2 separate regions of the Mus musculus genome follow, and region 1 is linked to region 2. Evidence: chromatin contacts called from public Micro-C data. All regions are on one chromosome and are shown on one strand. Each heading gives the region's core, a stretch centred on a gene start, on an enhancer-like site or on the middle of the called end of the contact. The rest is flanking DNA. Distances are from core to core; before and after follow the strand shown. Region 1 overlaps Azin2 (antizyme inhibitor 2). Region 2 overlaps Phc2 (polyhomeotic 2).

Evidence for each region. Hi-C and Micro-C count contacts between places; a contact is called where the count stands out from the background.
Region 1: a Micro-C map of embryonic stem cells shows a contact between it and region 2, with 3 times the contacts expected there. The contact joins two enhancer-like sites. A contact is called at or near these places in 5 of 39 promoter capture datasets (the C10 cell line, the HPC-7 cell line, cranial neural crest and 2 more), 4 of 15 datasets of contacts at CTCF or cohesin (the G1E-ER4 cell line, embryonic stem cells, pro-B cells and 1 more), 52 of 484 Hi-C or Micro-C datasets (the 63-12 cell line, the AML12 cell line, B cells and 23 more), 9 of 115 datasets of contacts at active chromatin or transcription factors (the 230-238 cell line, the SCID.adh cell line, embryonic hindbrain and 4 more) and 2 of 9 other capture datasets (embryonic stem cells and embryonic trunk).

What each region holds. Positions count from the first base shown.
Region 1 is chr4:128,945,605-128,949,729 of GRCm38.p6, forward strand. It overlaps Azin2 (antizyme inhibitor 2), which reads right to left. Exons shown (of 11, transcript NM_172875.4): 6 at 3,986-4,120; 7 at 3,188-3,353; 8 at 1,855-2,014; 9 at 453-565. Among named protein-coding and RNA genes, the nearest start is that of Gm15904, 12 kb to the left of the region's middle. Within about 2 kb of position 2,762, at least 34 of the 459 cell types and tissues checked have an H3K27ac peak or open chromatin away from gene starts, as enhancers often do. A contact at or near this core is called in the N1E-115 cell line, differentiating embryonic stem cells and embryonic stem cells, where this site is marked.
Region 2 is chr4:128,714,199-128,718,300 of GRCm38.p6, forward strand. The region is part of intron 7 of Phc2 (polyhomeotic 2); the gene reads left to right. Among named protein-coding and RNA genes, the nearest start is that of Gm33712, 11 kb to the right of the region's middle. RefSeq lists an enhancer at 216-2,817. Within about 2 kb of position 1,828, at least 118 of the 459 cell types and tissues checked have an H3K27ac peak or open chromatin away from gene starts, as enhancers often do. A contact at or near this core is called in the N1E-115 cell line, differentiating embryonic stem cells and embryonic stem cells, where this site is marked.

The DNA.
Region 1 (4,125 bases), core at 1,512-4,011, 230 kb after region 2:
GCATCCTGAGGGCTGAGATTCCAAGTACATACCATGCCTAGATCTTTTGTCCATTTTTTTAAAACCACTTTTTTTTTTTTTTTTTTTTTTTTGGTTTTTCGAGACAGGGTTTCTCTGTATAGCCCTCACTCTGTAGACCAGGCTGGCCTCGAACTCAGAAATCCACGTGCCTCTGCCTCCTAAGTGCTGGGATTAAAGGCATGTGCCACCACGCCCGGCTTTTTAAACCACTTTTAGTGTGCATTACACCCAGGGCCTCTTGCGTGCTAGTCAAGTTCTCTACCTCTGAGCTGCACTCAGGGAACACAGCTCGGTGACAGTCATGCTCAGCGCGACTCGGCATCTCTGAGGCCTCCGGTTTGAGCCCCGGCATCACAGAGACTGATTAAATAGGAGTTAGATAAAATCACATGCTTGGGAGGGCGGCGGCACATTCACAGGGGTGGGCTCACCTTCTGCAGGGCGGGGGTGGGGCAGGTGTTGTCAAACAGGACTGAGTTGAAGACCCCATAAACGCCCTCATCAAGGTAGTACACGATGCTCTTAGGGGCTGCGCCGGTTTGCTCTGTGAGGAAGGGAGAGAACGGGGGCCACACAAGCAGAATGTGAGGGGCCTAGGAGTCGGAGGCTAGCACCACAGTGGGCTCAATAAGGAGAGAGCTGTGCAGCAAACGGTTGCTCTTTCTGCAGCTATGAGATGGACCCTGCAACAAAAGCCACCTTTTTGGTGACATGGATCTTTTTGGTGACATGGATCCACTTCTGAGTTGGGAGGATTCCCTCGGGGCAGCTGAGTCAGGACACCATAATTCCCTGTTGCCTCAGAGTCCCCTCGAGGCCCTAGGAAAAGCAGGAAGGCAGCTCACCCAAACTCAGGTCACCAGGACATTAAGCCACTTTCTCAGAGGCATGTGACAGGGAGGAGGTGTGACAGAGTAGGAAACCAGGCAGGCTAGCCACACTAGGTAGGATAGCCCCAAGTCTCTAAGAGGTCAAGAGAATGTCTGAATGCACACATGCACATGCTGCCCAGAGCTCCACGCTGCCCGGAGCCCCCGCGCTGCCAACAAGCTCTATCTGAGGATGAGCACAGCACTGGGAGGCTTTCTCCGGTGTGAGGGGCCTGGAGCAGAGGGCAAGGCCCAAAATCAGATTCACTGACCCCGGCCACTCATGGGGCTCTGACATGGAAGGGCAAAGAAATCACTGATGCCCGTGGTGTGGGCACGTGAGTTCTGCATCACCTGATGCCAGTGGTGTGGGCACGTGAGCTCCGAGTCAGCCTGGGCTGAACTTGAACTTCAGCACTGTTCTATATCAGTCCTGTGCCCGGACCTGATGACTTAACCTGTCCCTGACTATGCGCTGTCCTGTGTCAACAAATCTGTCCTCATGAGGTTATGAGAAAGGATGAGCGGAGGCAGACATGGGGTCAGAGGGAAGCTCAGCTCTAGCCAACCATTAGCCTCTTCATTTACATTCTCTTTGATTCCATTTCTCACAGCCGTTCTCAACCTGTCACTCAAGACCCCCTTGGGGGATCAAATGACCTTTTCACAGGGGTCTCCTAAGACCATAGGAAATATCACATACTTACATTATGAGTTATAACAATAGGAAAATTACATCTGTGAAGTAGCAATGGAAATAATTTTATGGTTGGGGGTTACCACAACACGAGAAACTGTATTAAAGAGTCTCAGCATTAGGGAGGTTGAGAACCACTGGGATAACGAGATAAAATTGTCTTTGGGGTGAGGGGAACTGACTGCAACTTTCCCTAGAGAAAATACCCATTCTCCAGAAGGCCCCACCCCTGCTTAGCCGGCCACGCCCATCTGGCACCACACCCACCTTCCCTGCTGGCCTGGTCCAGAACCTCCCTCTTGGCGACGATGCTGACAGCCACAGTGAAGGCAGACGTCACGTAGTAGCGTCCCAGCTCAGCAAGGATGTCCACACCGCAGCCCTCAGGGAAGTACAGGTCCAAGGCTGAGTTAATTACTGAGGCCATCTGGAGAGAAGAGCAGCGTGCGGGACCATGAGATTTCGGGAAGAATTCGGCAGTGGAAAGGTCCCACCTGGTAGCTGGGTGACAGCTAGCCAGGAAGGGGGAGGCTGGGCTGGGGCGGAGCTGGAGTGAGGACGTCATATAGCTCATTCGTCCAGATAATCCCACATAGAATGGGGTATTCTTTCCCATAATGCTCGGTGCTCAGATTCCAGGTTCCTGGGCATAAACAACTCGCATGTTACACAGTAGGTCAGATTCCAAGGGGAAAAAAAAGGCAAGTGTGCAAAGCTAGATCTGCCATCAGGGTGGGTGAACCTGGTCGCTGACTTTCATTCTTATGCAAACACTACTTTTAATTATAAATACAATTGAGTTGTGTGGGCTTGGAGTTTTTTAGCGTTGTTTTGTTTTGTCTTATTAGGTTAGTTATTGTAGCCCAGGCTGGCCTTGAACTCCTGACCTCCTACATCCACCTCCCAGGTGCTGGGATTATAAACGTGTAATGCCACCCCCAGCACATGTGTATTTTTATAGCCTGGTGCACTCAATGGATTCTGAATGTCCTACCCACATGAATGTTCTCATCATACCCAGCCAGTCTGAGCCCTGGGAAGTCTACTAGACTTCTGCTATGTCTAGCAAGGCCACAATTGTCAACTTCGAGGCTAATTCCTGGGACATCTGGGGCCTTCTCCTGGCCACTTGGTACAGTCCAGACTCCATAAGTAATGCACTACGAGGGAGATGCGCCCCCTAGGGGTCAGAATGGGAATCACGACAACACATTTATGTTGGATACAAGGGGAGCAAAACAAAGGTTGGTTTTCCTCACGTGCCCTTCCCACCAGGTTTCTTACCAGCCCATTGGAGGGTAAATTAGACACACATATTCAGACCACTGTAGAGTTCATGGAAGGTAAATTACCTTGGCTGGGCCTCTAACTAGCTAGCTAAGTGCATGGGAGTCAAGCAGAGCTGGGGTACAGCCAGCTCAGCTGCGGGCTTGGGAAATGACACAGACCATGAGCCCAGCTGAGCCACAGCACAGGATTAATAAATATCAATAAAATCCACCAAGCCCAAGGTGTTGACAGTCGGGCCAAAGGTATGCACAGTGGGATTGTTATACCCTACCACAGAATAACCATCAGGCCACGCTTGACCACACATTACCTCTTCAAATCTCACTTTGGCTCCCTCTAAGCCAGGAAAGCCGCCGCCAAGGTCCAGGATGTTCATCGTGTGGCCCAGCTCCTCGCCCATCTGAAACACCAGCCTAGCATCCGCGATGGACTGGGCATAGGCCTGAGGGTCAGGACAGCCACTGCCAATGTGAAAACTGGGAAAGGAGGAAGAGCCTTGGCTTACATACAAGGTCCAGGTAGCCCCACGTTACAGATGCAACCACTGAGGCCTGGGACCATAGGCTACAGAGGGCCACGTGGGAAGCTAGGAACAGAAAGGTGGCACTTCTCCCATCTCTCCATGCCTCTCTGGAGAGAAACCTTTTGGGGATAAGGGCTGGAGTCCCAAGGTATCATGTGGCCAGGGCAAGTCACTAGGCTTGCTTTGTTTATGTCTTGCCATCTACAGGCTGGGGACAAAAGTCCTTACTGTTCAAGGCATCAGGCACTGGGCATTGAACCTGAAGTACAGAATAAAGGAAACTAGAGATGTGGCCCCATCTCTGCACGGACAGAGACATCTCCAGAGCATGGCTATGGTCTCCGGCTTATAGGCATGCAGAACTACCTCAAAGCCACGTCCGTGGGAAAAACCTCCTGAGATGAGACCTTCTGGGGACTATGGAGCTCTGGAAAGAAATGCCAATAAACCTTCCTTCTAAAGAAAGGACACTCTCTGGTGGCAAAACTGCAGGCCCAGCGGAAGGCCCAGGATGTCCACAAATAATTCCTGGGAGAAAGGGTAGTGAGTCTGGCCTGGGCAGGGTGCCTGGTTCCCATTGCACACCTCACACCCACCACCTCCACGTGGCTCTTCTTGGCGTTCTCGAGCAGATGTCTGCAGGATTTCAGCGACGCCCCAAACCTCAGGCTCAGGTGATTCAGAGAGTGGGAGTCCTGGGTAGCAATGCACAGAACCATCCTGTG
Region 2 (4,102 bases), core at 578-3,077:
CCCATCACCAACCACCCACCTTCTCTCTCCCTCTTAAAAACACAAACAAGCAAACAAAAACAAACATCAAAAATGGAAATCATAGAAGCCAAAGACCAGTAAGACAAACATGCCCAGACAAAACGAGATAAAATTTCTCCAAAACTAGCATTGACTTTGTTTCGTGTTGGCCAATTACTCTTGAGTGTAGGACCTATCCTCAAGTGTGGTTAATATACCAGTGAGACGCCATTGGAGAAAACGAGTGGTTCCTTTGCCAGTGGGTATCAGTTGTAGATGCATCTTGGTTAGGGCTGGGAGCCCGTGTCCACTTGCCCCTCTCGTCAGTGACAGGCCCTATATGTGCTGCCACGGTCTCTGTGAGTTCATCCATGCGTTGGCCCTGTTGTGTCTGGAAAACTGTTTCCTTGGCGTTCGTTCTCCATCACCTCTGGCTCCAGCACTCTTTCCAACCCCTTTCCACAAGGGTCCCCAGGCCTTGAAGGGAGGGCCAAAGCTCCACTTCTAAGTTCTATCACTGGAGCAATCTCAGGGCCCAGTACCTTGGGAATCTCAATCCTGCCCAGACCAAAGTGTAGCTTCTCTCTAGATCGAAACCAGCCCCAAATTCTAAGGATTTTGAAACAGAGCAAAGCAGGTCTTGAGTGGCTTCCAAGGCTGCTGGCATCTCTATGATCTCCAAGAAGATGGACAGAGAGAAGAAAGATACCCACAGGCAGTCTATCCTTCGTTGGAGAGCCTGTATCCTGTGCATGCCATGTTTTTCTGTCTCTGAGAGAGCCCTTTCTGTTTGGCAGTTGGGAAATCTGAGGCCCAGGGAGATCGCCCCAAGAACTTGCATCATACAGTCCTCAAAATCACGGGTAGTCAGTGAGGGGCTGGGCCCAACTCCACACCCCATATCCTCAGCTCTGCACCCTCAACCAGGCCAAGGGACACTCCCAATTCTTACAGTGACTTGGGGCCTCCTTGCCTCTCCTCTTCCCAGCCCAATGCTCAGAGAACCTGGGGGTTCTAACTAAGGCTGTATGTTGATTTGCAGATCCAAATGGCTACCTCTCTAAGCTCTTGAGCCCCGGAAAGGTCCACAGCAGGCTTGAGAGCCTGGGGCTGAGCCTGACAGTGTGGGTGTGATGCAGATGAGACTGGTGGCCCCACAGAACTTTCCGTGGAGCAGCTGTGTGCTAAGGAATACAAAGACCCTCTCCCCAGAGACGCAGATCAGTGGGCTTGGCATTGTTCCTGCCTCCCACTGTCTGGCCCATTCTTCCTTTCTCTCCAACCCCCACCCCTCCATAAGCCTCTCCACTCCTCGACTCTCACCTCCCAAAAGGAAGGCAGCTGGGGGAGGCTTAGGAGCCACTGGGCCTCTCTGGGCCTGTGGAACAAAAAAAAAGACCGAAATAATTCTTTCAACCTGATGGGGGTTGGGGGGAACAGAGCAAAGCAGCACCTGTCAGACTGCACAGTTCCTCGGGCGCAGAGGTGATGGCTGGCCTTCTGCCCAGCCAGCCCACTGTGTGTCAATGAGGAAGGGGCGAAGGCGGGAGAGCCGAGCAGGCATGCTTGTGCTTGTGAGAGAGCGCTGTATACTGGAGGAGAGTCTGTTTTGTTACGGGAGCATTTTTGTTTAAAGCTGGCTGGCTGCCCCAGGAGGAAGGTGGGCAGTTGAGACTTGCGGGGGGAGGGCAGGGGCAGCAAAGAGGAATGTGTCTTCCCTGGGGGTGTTTCCTCCAGAGAGGCAAGCCCTCCTGCCCCAGCTGGGACTGCTCCCACTGACAGCTGTTTGGGGGCAAAGCCCCTCCCCCATGGCAAGCTCCCTGCTGTTCCTGCTCCTGTCACCTTGGCAACCAGCTTCTTTAGGCTGTGCAAATAGAAAAGGTCCCTTATGCCCTGAAAGAGTGTGGATGGGGGAGGGGAGGCAGGGCAGGAGAGCGGAGCCTAGGATGTTGAGCCTTGGAAGGGAAGGCAAGGGGTCTGGCCTTGCCCTTCTTAGGGCTAGGGAGACTGGATCATAGAAGGCAGAAGAGGGCAGGCAGAAGGGTCCTGTGGGCCCGGCCTCTGGGACAGCCAAGACCTAAGGCAACCTGACCATAGCTCCAACTAAGAGGCTTGGTCCTTTGAGTCACCATTCTGGGTGATAAACTCTGGGCTCTGGGTAACACTCAGGCCCAACCCGATGGTGAGGAGACAGTTGCTGACCAGGAGGAGTGTGTTGTTGTAAAAGGGGGTTGGAGAGTCTCTGAAGCTCCTGGGCCCCTTTCACTCAGATGGACCTCCAGATGCCAGGCCTTTGTTCAGTCTCCTCAACCGCCTCAGGTTTTGACTCCGAGGGGAAATCTTCTGAAGGGCAGGCCTGCCACGTAGCTGTTTTATCACAGAGTGGATTTGTGTCAGGGGGCAGAGATTTCCATCTGTGATAGGCTGGGCAGAGTGATGCTTTCTGGTTCAAGGATTCTTGAGTACTGTGTATATTCCTCCCAAAGCAGCTGCTAAATTAATGGGTCACACTTTCACTAGGGAAAAAAAAAAATGCAGTAAACAGCTAAGCATGCAGGTGAGCCTGCTATCCAGCTGCAGGTGGAAATTGCCAGCGATTTTCCTGTTAAAACAGTAGAGCCAGCCTTGAAAGTTATCCCAGCAGTGTAGGGCCAGATTTAGATTACGAAACTCTTAGGCTTAGGGAAAACTCAGAACTCATTAATTATCAGCGGGAGGTGGGGTGGGGGGTTACCCAGGATCCTTCACGGCGAAGGTGGGTGTGAATGCGTGCATACACGTGTGCCTGCATTATGTGCGGACATGCCTGTGTTTGTGCCAAGAAAGAGAAAACCAGTTGTGTGAATTTCTCCTTTCACCCTGTCTTAGTCAGGGTTTCTATTCCTGCACAAACATCAGGACCAAGAAGCCGTTGGGGAGGAAAGGGTTTATTCGGCTTACACTTCCATACTGCTGTTCATCACCAGGGAAGTCAGGACTGGAACTCAAGCAGGTCAGGAAGCAGGAGCTGATGCAGAGGCCATGGAGGGATGTTCTTTACTGGCTTGCTTCCCCTGGCTTGCTCAGCCTGCTCTCTTATAGAACTGAGACTACCAGCCCAGAGATGGTCCCACCCACAAGGGGCCTTTCCCCCTTGATCACTAATTGAGAAAATACCTTACAGTTGGATCTCACGGAGGCATTTCCTCCCACCTCACAAAGGAAGATGCATCCGGTGAACCGGCATTCCAAATCAACCGCCATTCCCAATCATTTTCTCCACGTCTTCAACTGTTCCGTTCAGTTCAAGAAATACTCATTTGACACATATTTTGTGCCTGCTACTACGCCACACCATGGGAGTACAGAGCTGGGCAAGAGCTGAAATTCTATGAAAGGTTGTGGAAATCCAAGCTGTACTTTGAAGATGGGACTTTGTAGCATGGAGCAAACAGGAGGGCTGCCTCAGACAGCACCGGGGACACCCCAGTCCTGAGTGACTCACGCATCTTTCCCTCTGCAACTACCAGGCCTGGCACCCTCCTCCTCTGGACTGGCTTTCCGTCTTGCCCAGAGGCAGCTGAGAGAATGCCGGTCTGCGGGGCGCCACAGCCTTAGCTCAGTGCTGTTGTAGATATCCTGTTGGCTCCTTTTTTGATCTCCAGATGCCTTCACTTTGTCTTCTCTTTCCTGCCTGACCACGTGAGGACCTACTATGTGACATGCTGATGATGGCTGTGGCCTAACTCTGACTATAAGGACCTTTGAGGCCCTGCCACACTGGCCACATATCAACTGCCATGCTTACAATTGATCTTTCCTTACACTGACTGACTGCCACAGCCGAGCAAACACACTCAGCTCTCTTCTCATACCCAAACCCCTCTGTGCCTGGCTTGACCTGAGACTCAGTCAGTCTGTCTATCTGTCTGTCTGTCTGTCAGTCATGCATCTTTGGCTACCTACCCTTTTCATTGTCCCTCCAGGGTCACTTTCACAGTTCTCAGCAGCCATGGTGACACTCAGGGGCCTGCTGTGTTCATGCATGCTTGCTGATGTGTTGTTTGCTCAGCCTTACCTTTATGTGCAAGACTCCATATGTCATCTGTCAGCCTCAAAACTC